Linked DNA regions of Canis lupus: region 2 is linked to region 1. The links are chromatin contacts, called in public Hi-C maps. All regions are on one chromosome and are shown on one strand. Each heading gives the region's core, a stretch centred on a gene start, on an enhancer-like site or on the middle of the called end of the contact. The rest is flanking DNA. Distances are from core to core; before and after follow the strand shown.

Region 1 (4,113 bases), core at 346-2,845:
CAGATGAGAAAACTGAAGCATCAGCTCTGGGGACCCTAACCAGGTTTTCATGGCTCCTTAGTGGAGAGCCTTGTGACTTCTGACTCCAAGTGCAGCGCTCTTTTAGCCAGACATTTAGAGGAGAATACAAGCAATTGTGCCAACATCCCGCAGCTCCCGAGTGGCGCCAAGCCAGCAGCGCTGGGCTGAAGATTCCAGGGGCCTGTAGTCAGAAAGATGGCCTGGCGGGGGTTGGGCTGTGGAGGTGGAGAGGCCTGCAGGGGTCACCTGCCGTGGAAGGTGAGGGTCGTGTTTTATCCTATTTCCCTACCCCCTCCCCATGATAAAGAGTTAGAGGTGTAGAAAACTCTAGACCAAAGGGAAGTCCTGATTGTAGATCACATCTCTGTCCTTGGCCAAGGCCACACTGAGAGTCTGATCCTAGTTCTGCCCGAGATGACCAAGACTCCTTACCCCGGCCTCCCAGGGAGACCGTGGCTCCCGGGCTCTGGGGCAGCAGAGCAGCCGGTTCTGTTTGCTCTCTTGGGATGCAGGTGACGCTGTTTGCCTACTCGGACCTGCTGCTCTTCACCAAGGAAGATGAGCCGGGACGCTGCAACGTCCTGAGGAACCCCCTCTACCTCCAGAGCGTGAAGCTGCAGGAAGGTAAGTGCGTGCCCCAGGTGCCCTGGACTCCATCCTGCTTGCCCTGAGTCCCGCTACTCTGGGCCGTACAGATGCACAGTTTGGATTTGACCCGGCTGCCAGGCGGGCTGCCAGCCATCAGTGGGGCATCTGAGCACGTGGGGTTGGGGCCAGTCCTGCCCCTGGGCTGCTAGGCTCCGCGACACTGGCGTTTCATCCTAGGCCGTATGCCCTGAGCTCTGCTGGGAGGTTTCTGGTCCAGACACGTTTCAGGGAGGCCGTGGAGTGGGAAGAGCTTTGGGCTCACACAGACCTGTGCTTAGATCTCGGCCCTGCCGCTCACTGCCTGTGATCTTGGGCACGTTCTACTCCAACCTCTTTGAGCCTGGGGGCTCACGTGTAAGTGGGGCTGCCGGTAGGTTGTTGTGCAGATTTAGTAAGGTCATATGCAGGGGCCCGGCCCACACCAGGTGCCCGGTGCTCGCTGCCTGCTGCCCCACTCGCCACGCACATCCCGGACAGGAGAGCACTGCTCCTTCTGCACCCAGTCACATGGCCCAGGCTGGGGCCCGGGGAGCAGGGGTCCCGGGGGACCGTGGAGCCAAGGTCCCCTGCAAACTTTCCATCGGGCCTCCTCCACTCGGGAACGGGAAGCCAGCTGGGAGTATCTGTTGAGCGGTTTGGTTTGGCGCCTAAAGTCCCTGCTGAAAGGGGCTTGATTTCCTCTCCCAGATTATGAAAACAACAACAGACCTGTTTGAGCACGGGCGACAGGGGCAGAGAGGAAAATATTACCCTGCGAAAGAATTCTGTTTTGACGGGTTTTGCTCCAGGAGAACTTCCTGCCTGTTTGCAGAGCCGTCCTGTGTTCCTGTGCACGGTTCCTCCTCCTCCTCAGGAACCCAGGGAGTGTGAGAACCTCCCCTCGGCCGCCCCACAGGAAGTCACTTACAACTTCTCCTTCTCTGCCTCGAGCTTTCTCCTGCCCACTGAGCAGGGCCGCCCCTGAGTGGGGAGAAGCAGGTCACCTGTCTCTGGGCCAGCTCCTCTTGCAGGGTGGCCGCAGGCAGCCTTCTGAGTAAGCTCCGCTGCAGCAGCTCCCACCCTGGCTCCCCAGGGCCTGCGGGGGGGGGGGGGGGGGGGGGGGGGGGAGCAGGTGAGAGCTCCGGCAGACTCTGCCCAGGGCTTCCCTGCCCCGCCCTGTTTCCCTCAGACCCAGCTTCCCCTGCTCACCCCTCCACCCCCTTCTCCCAGCCCTGCCACCCCCCTGCACGCATACCCCGCCTCAGACAATCAGGACCCAGTCAGGGATGGGGAGCCCGATAAGATGCACAGGCTGATTATAAGACCCAGACCTTTACTCAGTTGTGCTCATCATGCTCCTCACCCAGGTCTGGGGCCATGAGCCCTGGATGCTCATCTGCTCAGCCTCCTGCTAGAAGAGGGGAGGGGAAAGAAGAGAGGCTCAAACTGGCCATGCTTTGTGATGGGACTGGAGTGGGAGAGAAGAGGCCGTGGAAGAGCAGAGGGTCAGAGCTGGGAGTTTGGGGTCTGGGCTCTGCTTCGCTGCTAACGTGCTCTGTGACTTCAGCTGGCCGGCTCCCTTTTCTGGACTCTGGTGTCTCAGACTGTGAAGGATGGGTTGGACCCATCCTTGATGGTCTTTCCCAGCCCTGACGTGCCCTGACAGGAGGTTGCTGTGAGATGGTAGATGGTGCCCAAACATCCTGCCTCCACCCCTTGGGGTGGGCTGGGGGTGCTCGGCTGGGGATTGGTTGGCTCTTCCCCTCCTGGAGCCCTCAGACCCAAGCCTTGAAGTTAGAGTCTGGGTGAGCTCCGTCTTCCACTGGGTGGTGGCTGGTCCGAGTGGGTGGTGTGGGGCCTCAGGTGTTGCAGAGGACCTTCCAGATGCTGAGCTCTTGTGAGCAATAGCCTTGTGCAGACATGGCTTCCTTGAGCTAGAGCCCACATCCTCTCCCTGCAGATAGATGGTAGGCTGAGGGTGGCCAAGGCTGGCACCCCTCAGGAGAGAGGACCACGGCCAGCAGAGCCTGCTGGCTTGGCATGGGTGTCGAGGTGTGTGTGTGTGAGTGTTCACGTATTCTGGACTTGCTGTGACGGTTTGGTGCAGGTGGTTTGGTGTAGACGTGTTGTCTTGCCCTTCTCCAGCCCCTTCTCCAGCAAACAGTGAACATGGCTCTCCAGGGACAAGTTTCGGTGACACTGAGCACACAGGTGCATGTCTCATCTCTTAGATTTTCCTCCAGACGTTGGTGGAGCCCCTCCCTCCTCCCCCTGCCTCCACTCCCCTGAGACAGGCTTGTGGTTCCCAGGGCTCACAGAAATCCAGTGTCCCCTTCTCCTGCAGTTGGAGTTGGGGCTGTGGGACCCAGGGTCCTGAGTCCTGGCACCTGGCCTCCAGCCCATCTCCCACTGCAGCAGCGAGGGCCTGGGTGAGGCTTTTAAGAGATCCATCTGGGGCCTCGGCTGGAGCTTCTATTAACAGAATGGCCTCTGATTAATGTTGCTCATGCCTCCCAGGTGTGTCAACATGCATAGAAAGTTCAGTTTGGGGCAAAGAGGATGGTAATAAGGAGCACACCCTGCCTTTCCTACGGGCTGGGGCTGACAAGGGCTTTTCCTAGCAGGGGGGACCCTATGCCACCCAGGGAGCAATGACTGCCGTGTGTGACTTGCCTGAATGGAGCTTAGCTCTGCTGGCCAAGCATCCTCCCAGGGCCTAGCACGAGGCACAGAGCATTGTGAGTGCCCAGTGAATGTCTGTTGGCTGAATGAATGCATGAGCGACTAGGAGACTAGAAGTGCTGTGCAGCTCAGGGGCTGGGGCACACTTCTCCAGGGCTCCCAGCTGGTGGTGGCCACGTAAACTTCGCCTGCCCTCCTCCCTAGCATCCCCAAACTACAGCAGGTCTGAATGGCAGCATAATGGGAACAGGCGGAGAGTTGGTGCTAACAATTGGGACATCTCTGATCATCCAGGGCCCATTGTGGCCTCTTCCTGTCTCTGCCACCCACTGGCTTTGCTGGTCTTTATATTTCTCTCTCCCAGGGGCCAGCATCCCGCCCACAGTGTGTCTTCCTGGCCTGCTCTGTTCTCTTAGGATGGCCTGGAAATGTCCAGCTGATTCTTGGGCTCTCCATCCACCACGAGGGAGCCAGGTACCCAGTCTCGGTAACTCAGCTGCTTAGGGTTCCAGCTGCTGGAACGCTTGGAGTTAAATTTAGTCAGCTGACATTTGCTGAGCACATCCTCCAACCTCACCTCAGTGCCAGCTGCCTCCAAGGCCATGGCAGGGGGAGAGACACATTCCCACCTCTGGAGTAGGAGTGCAGAGTCTGGTGGGATGCAGAGAAGTAAAGGGGTGCGGGGCAGGGGGAGCAGAAATGTGACGCACTGGTTGGAACTCGGGCTTCAGAGGCAGCCGGCCTGGGTTCGAATCTCAGCTCCACCCGTCACTTACTGCATGC
Region 2 (4,081 bases), core at 1,299-3,798, 46 kb after region 1:
GTTGGGGGGCAGCCCGGGAAGCTCCCAAGGCCAGGCCTGAGGACGTGTCCTTCTGGCTGTCCCAGGTGGCAGTGCCAAGAGTAGGGAAGCTTCGAAGAGGGATCTCCTCACTTCTCAGTCCTCGTGGGTTCCTCTTCCATGCGTCTAGGACAGGCTGTCCTTGGCTTTGTGCCCACAGTTTGTGAACTGGGAGAGCTGCTGCTCTCCTCTGCACCTCGGTCTTGCTTCCAGGCAATGGGTACGGTACGCTCCCCACTGTGATGTGTTGCCCTCCTGAGTCCCCCATGGACCCGGAGTAGTTGTGGAATTCTTTAGGGACGGAGAATTTCCATCTGCATTCACATCGCTCCTTGCTGTCTCTCCTGCCCTCGGGCCTCTGTGTATGGGAAGCCTGTGTAGGTAGCGGAGTGCAGCGAGCCTGCCAGCATCTTATGTGGGGGACCAGGGGCTGCTGAGGCCATGCCTCTTCTGCACGGGCTTCCTGTTAGAGAGGGAGTGCCGGGTGTTGCAATCCATGCTGCCCTAGGTTCTGGTCTGCATTCATGTGCTGATTCTGTTGTATGACCTTGGGCACATCACCTCCCCTCTCCGGGCCTCGCTCACCTTATCCGTTAACTGGGGCTGTCCCCCCAGAATTATCTGGGGAGTCAGAAAAAAGCCGAGATGCCAGCCCTACTCTTGGGGCAACTTATCCAGTAAGATCTGGAGTTGGGCCCAGATAGTGATATTTTTAAAATGCTCCACCGGTGATTCTAAAGTGTACCTCTCTTTTGAGAACCAATAGTCTGGATCGGTGCTATTTTTAACGTGCGAATTAATCTCTTGGAATCTTGGTAAAGTACAGACTCTGATCCAGTAGCTGTGGATTGCAGGCTAAGATTTTATATTTCGTGTGGGCTTCCAGACGCTATTGTGCCTGCTGGTTCAGGGGCCACCCTTTAGGTACTGAGCGCCTAGGGGGTCCTGTGGTCACTGGATTGCCCATTCATTCATTCATTCATTCATCCCACATCAAACACTTAAGATGGGGAGTGCTGAGAGGTGAGGCCAAAGGGAGACAGAACAGAGACCCTCTCAGGGCTACAGAATTTGGACTTCACCGAGAGGGCACTGGGGAGTCTTGACAGGGCTTGAGGCAGAGGAGTGGCAGGGTCAGATGTGCCTAAAAGGCATCAGAGGGGCCTGAGCTGCCTCCGGGAAGTCTGCGGCAATTCCGATGGGAGATGACGACTGATGGGAGATGACGACCGCGTCTGGAGGGAGGTGGTGCAGGAGTGGAGATGGAAGGAGTGGAGAGATTGTTTTATTTCTAAGTTAATCAACCTTGTTTTTAGAGCAGTTTTAGGGATCGAGAGGAAAGTATGTAGAGTTCCCCAGTCCCCACACTTGGCATCACCTGCCCCAGTGGAATGATTTTGCAGATTTTCCAAGGGACAATCAGGAGGCTTTGGTGACCGGCTGGAGTTGGGGGGCTTGGTGGCAGTGAAGGGACAGTGAGAGAGGATGATACCCGGCTGCCTGCCTTGCAGCTGGTGTGGCATCATGGATGGGCTCGCTTTCAGCTTGGGGCACGTTGAGCTGAGGGCACTGGCGGGATGTGCAGAGCGGGGTCCCTGTCTATGCCCCCTGTCCCACCAGTGTGCTGGCTGCCCTGCCCACCGAGCAGATCTGGGGCTCAGTGTCATCTCAGAGTGGCCTTTCCCACATGCCACTGTGTTCTCTCCCGCCACACCTTATGGTTTTCCTGCCCATCACCAGCCGTGCTTTGTATCCATTACGTGTTTCTGTGGGCGACGTCGTGGCTTGTGTCCACCCTTCCTCGCTGGCCTCGAAGCTCCACCGGGACAGGGATCGTGTCTTTCGTGTTTCCTGTTTTACCCACAGAACCAAGGACAGTATTTGGGGGCAGCGCCGTCTTCTGAGTACTTGGTGAACACTTGCCTCTGGGGTCTAGACTCAGGAGCCAGGTCGGGGCTGGCAGTGTGGACTGGGCGGTGGCCAGACAGTGCAGATGGTGACTGTAGCCCCGGGAGTGGACAGGTGCCCAAGGGAGTGCGGAGGACCGAGACAGGCGGGGACCTGGGACAGGCCTGGAGGCCGGTGACCTGCTGAAGAGGGGTCACCTTTCCGGTGGGAGGAGATCCAGGGAGGGAGAGGTCCAGGTGGGCTGTGCTGCGGTGGTGCTGCGGTGGTGCCGGCTGCCGTTGGAGTGCCCATGTGGTGCCGAGCTCTGGGTGCACGTCAGCTCAGCACCCTGCCACCGCCCTGGGGGGCTGGTCTGAACCCCGTGTTATGGCTGATGGAACAGGGGCTCATAAAGGCTCTACCTCAGGTCACCTAGCCAGTTGGAGGGGGCAGCCTCCAGAGCTCTCCCCCTGTAAAGTGCTGTCCCCGCCCCGTGTTCTGGGTCAGACCTGTCGTGTTGGGGGCAGAGGAGGACAACAGCCCGGAGGAGGCTCGGGAGGAGGCTCGGAGGCTCTGAGCTGGCAGGCAGAGGCAGGGGGTAGCTCCAGCCTGGGGGTCAAGAAATCAGGCCCAGGAACTGGACCAAGCTGCGCCGGGGGAGCTAAGTGTTGGCCAGGCAGCTGAGGTTCCTGGGGAACCTGGGGCCAGGCAGCATCACCCTGGGGACCCAGAGGCCAGGGAGCTGCTCGGGAACCCAGAGCATGCCAGACTTGAAGGGGTGACCCCATCTCAGAAGTCAAGCCTGGAGGTCGGGCGCTGGGCAGGGATTCTAACAGCCTCTCCCTTTCTCCAGCCACTTTCCAGTTTGCAGAGCGCTTTCCTGCCCTTCCTCAGACTTGGTCCCCTCGGCCCTCTGGAAGCAGGGGGGTGGTGGCGGCAGCAGCAGGAAGTAGGAAGTGTCCTCACTTCATGGCAGAGGAAACCAGAAGTGATAGCCTGACACACAGCTAGCAAGCAAATGATGGAGCGCGGATTCCAGCGCAGGCCTTCTGGCTTTAGGTCCCGTGCTCGATCTGTAAAATGCTAGCTGTGTAAGGGCCACCCAGAGACAAAGGCAAATCCCAGCTCACACCCCCTCCCCCCTCTCCATGCAGGAAGTGGTTTTTGAGGGCAGATGCAGAGCCCAGCATCTGTGGTGGATGTGATGAGTCATCTCAGGGTGAGAGCTGCAGGTTGACTCGGGGGTCAGGAGACCTGGTTCCACATTTAGTAGCTGTGTGACATTGGGCCAGTCACTTCCAGCAGCCCACTGCCACCCCAAACTCCAATAGCGGGTTGGTAGGAGTGAGGGAGGAGTCTGGGACCCAGAAGATGATCTGGGAGTCCTTCCTGCCACCCCTTCCCGGCCTAGTCTGAGCCCTGGATTGGACTGGGGGCAGAATTTGATTAGATCTGAAACAGCAGCTTCATTTAGAGGGCCTGGCTCATTTCCTCTGTGCTTCTAGCAGGCAAGACATGGACAGAATTAACACTGCGCCAGCCAAGCCAAAGAAATGATGGATGGGAGAGAGACAGACTCCCCACAGGAAGGGGGCGGCTGCCCGAGCTCTCCGGACCCAAGGCCCTGGGCCAGCAGGCTCATCTCTCCGGGGCACCGGGGCTGGATTCTTATCACCCCAACCTGTTGCAAAGCTAACTGGGTGTTACCAGCCACCTGTACCTCCTCCTCCGTCTGAGCATTAAGACCTCATGCGTTAAGACCAGTGGTCCAGCCTGGGTTTTTTTCTGCTCAATGGAGGGGCAGGGATTGTGTGTGACAGGTTCAGGGTTTCACTCGGTACCCGGAGACCCAACGAATGCGTGTATGTCAGTGTGCGTGCGTGTCACTGTGGTCCTTCCCCACCCCCACATCCTGCTCACACTGCCCAGAGCAGCTTTGACCCAGAAGGGCCCTGCTCCTGTTACGCTGTTCCTCACAGGACAATCCCACGCCTGGCATCCATTGTGACATACTCTCATCTTTATCTCTTTTCCTGTCCTCGTTCCTTCCCTTGCCACCGCTCCCCCCCAGATTTCTGAGGTTTCCTGATTTGCTCCAGAAGCCCCCTCCCCCCAAGGTGCTCCCAACCCCAGCTCTCCCAGGAGCAGGGCCCCTTGGAACCCATCTGGGCACCCA

What was found. Hi-C and Micro-C count contacts between places; a contact is called where the count stands out from the background.
Region 2: a Hi-C map of blood shows a contact between it and region 1, with 4 times the contacts expected there. The contact joins two enhancer-like sites. A contact is called at or near these places in 2 of 9 Hi-C or Micro-C datasets (both in blood).

Annotation. Positions count from the first base shown.
Region 1 is chr11:68,262,161-68,266,273 of UU_Cfam_GSD_1.0, forward strand. It overlaps RGS3 (regulator of G-protein signaling 3), which reads left to right. Exons shown (of 24, transcript XM_038553190.1): 16 at 534-645. Among named protein-coding and RNA genes, the nearest start is that of RGS3, 54 kb to the left of the region's middle. Within about 2 kb of position 1,596, at least 6 of the 20 cell types and tissues checked have an H3K27ac peak or open chromatin away from gene starts, as enhancers often do. A contact at or near this core is called in blood, where this site is marked.
Region 2 is chr11:68,306,798-68,310,878 of UU_Cfam_GSD_1.0, forward strand. All of the region lies in intron 18 of RGS3 (regulator of G-protein signaling 3), which reads left to right. Among named protein-coding and RNA genes, the nearest start is that of RGS3, 99 kb to the left of the region's middle. Within about 2 kb of position 2,549, at least 4 of the 20 cell types and tissues checked have an H3K27ac peak or open chromatin away from gene starts, as enhancers often do. A contact at or near this core is called in blood, where this site is marked.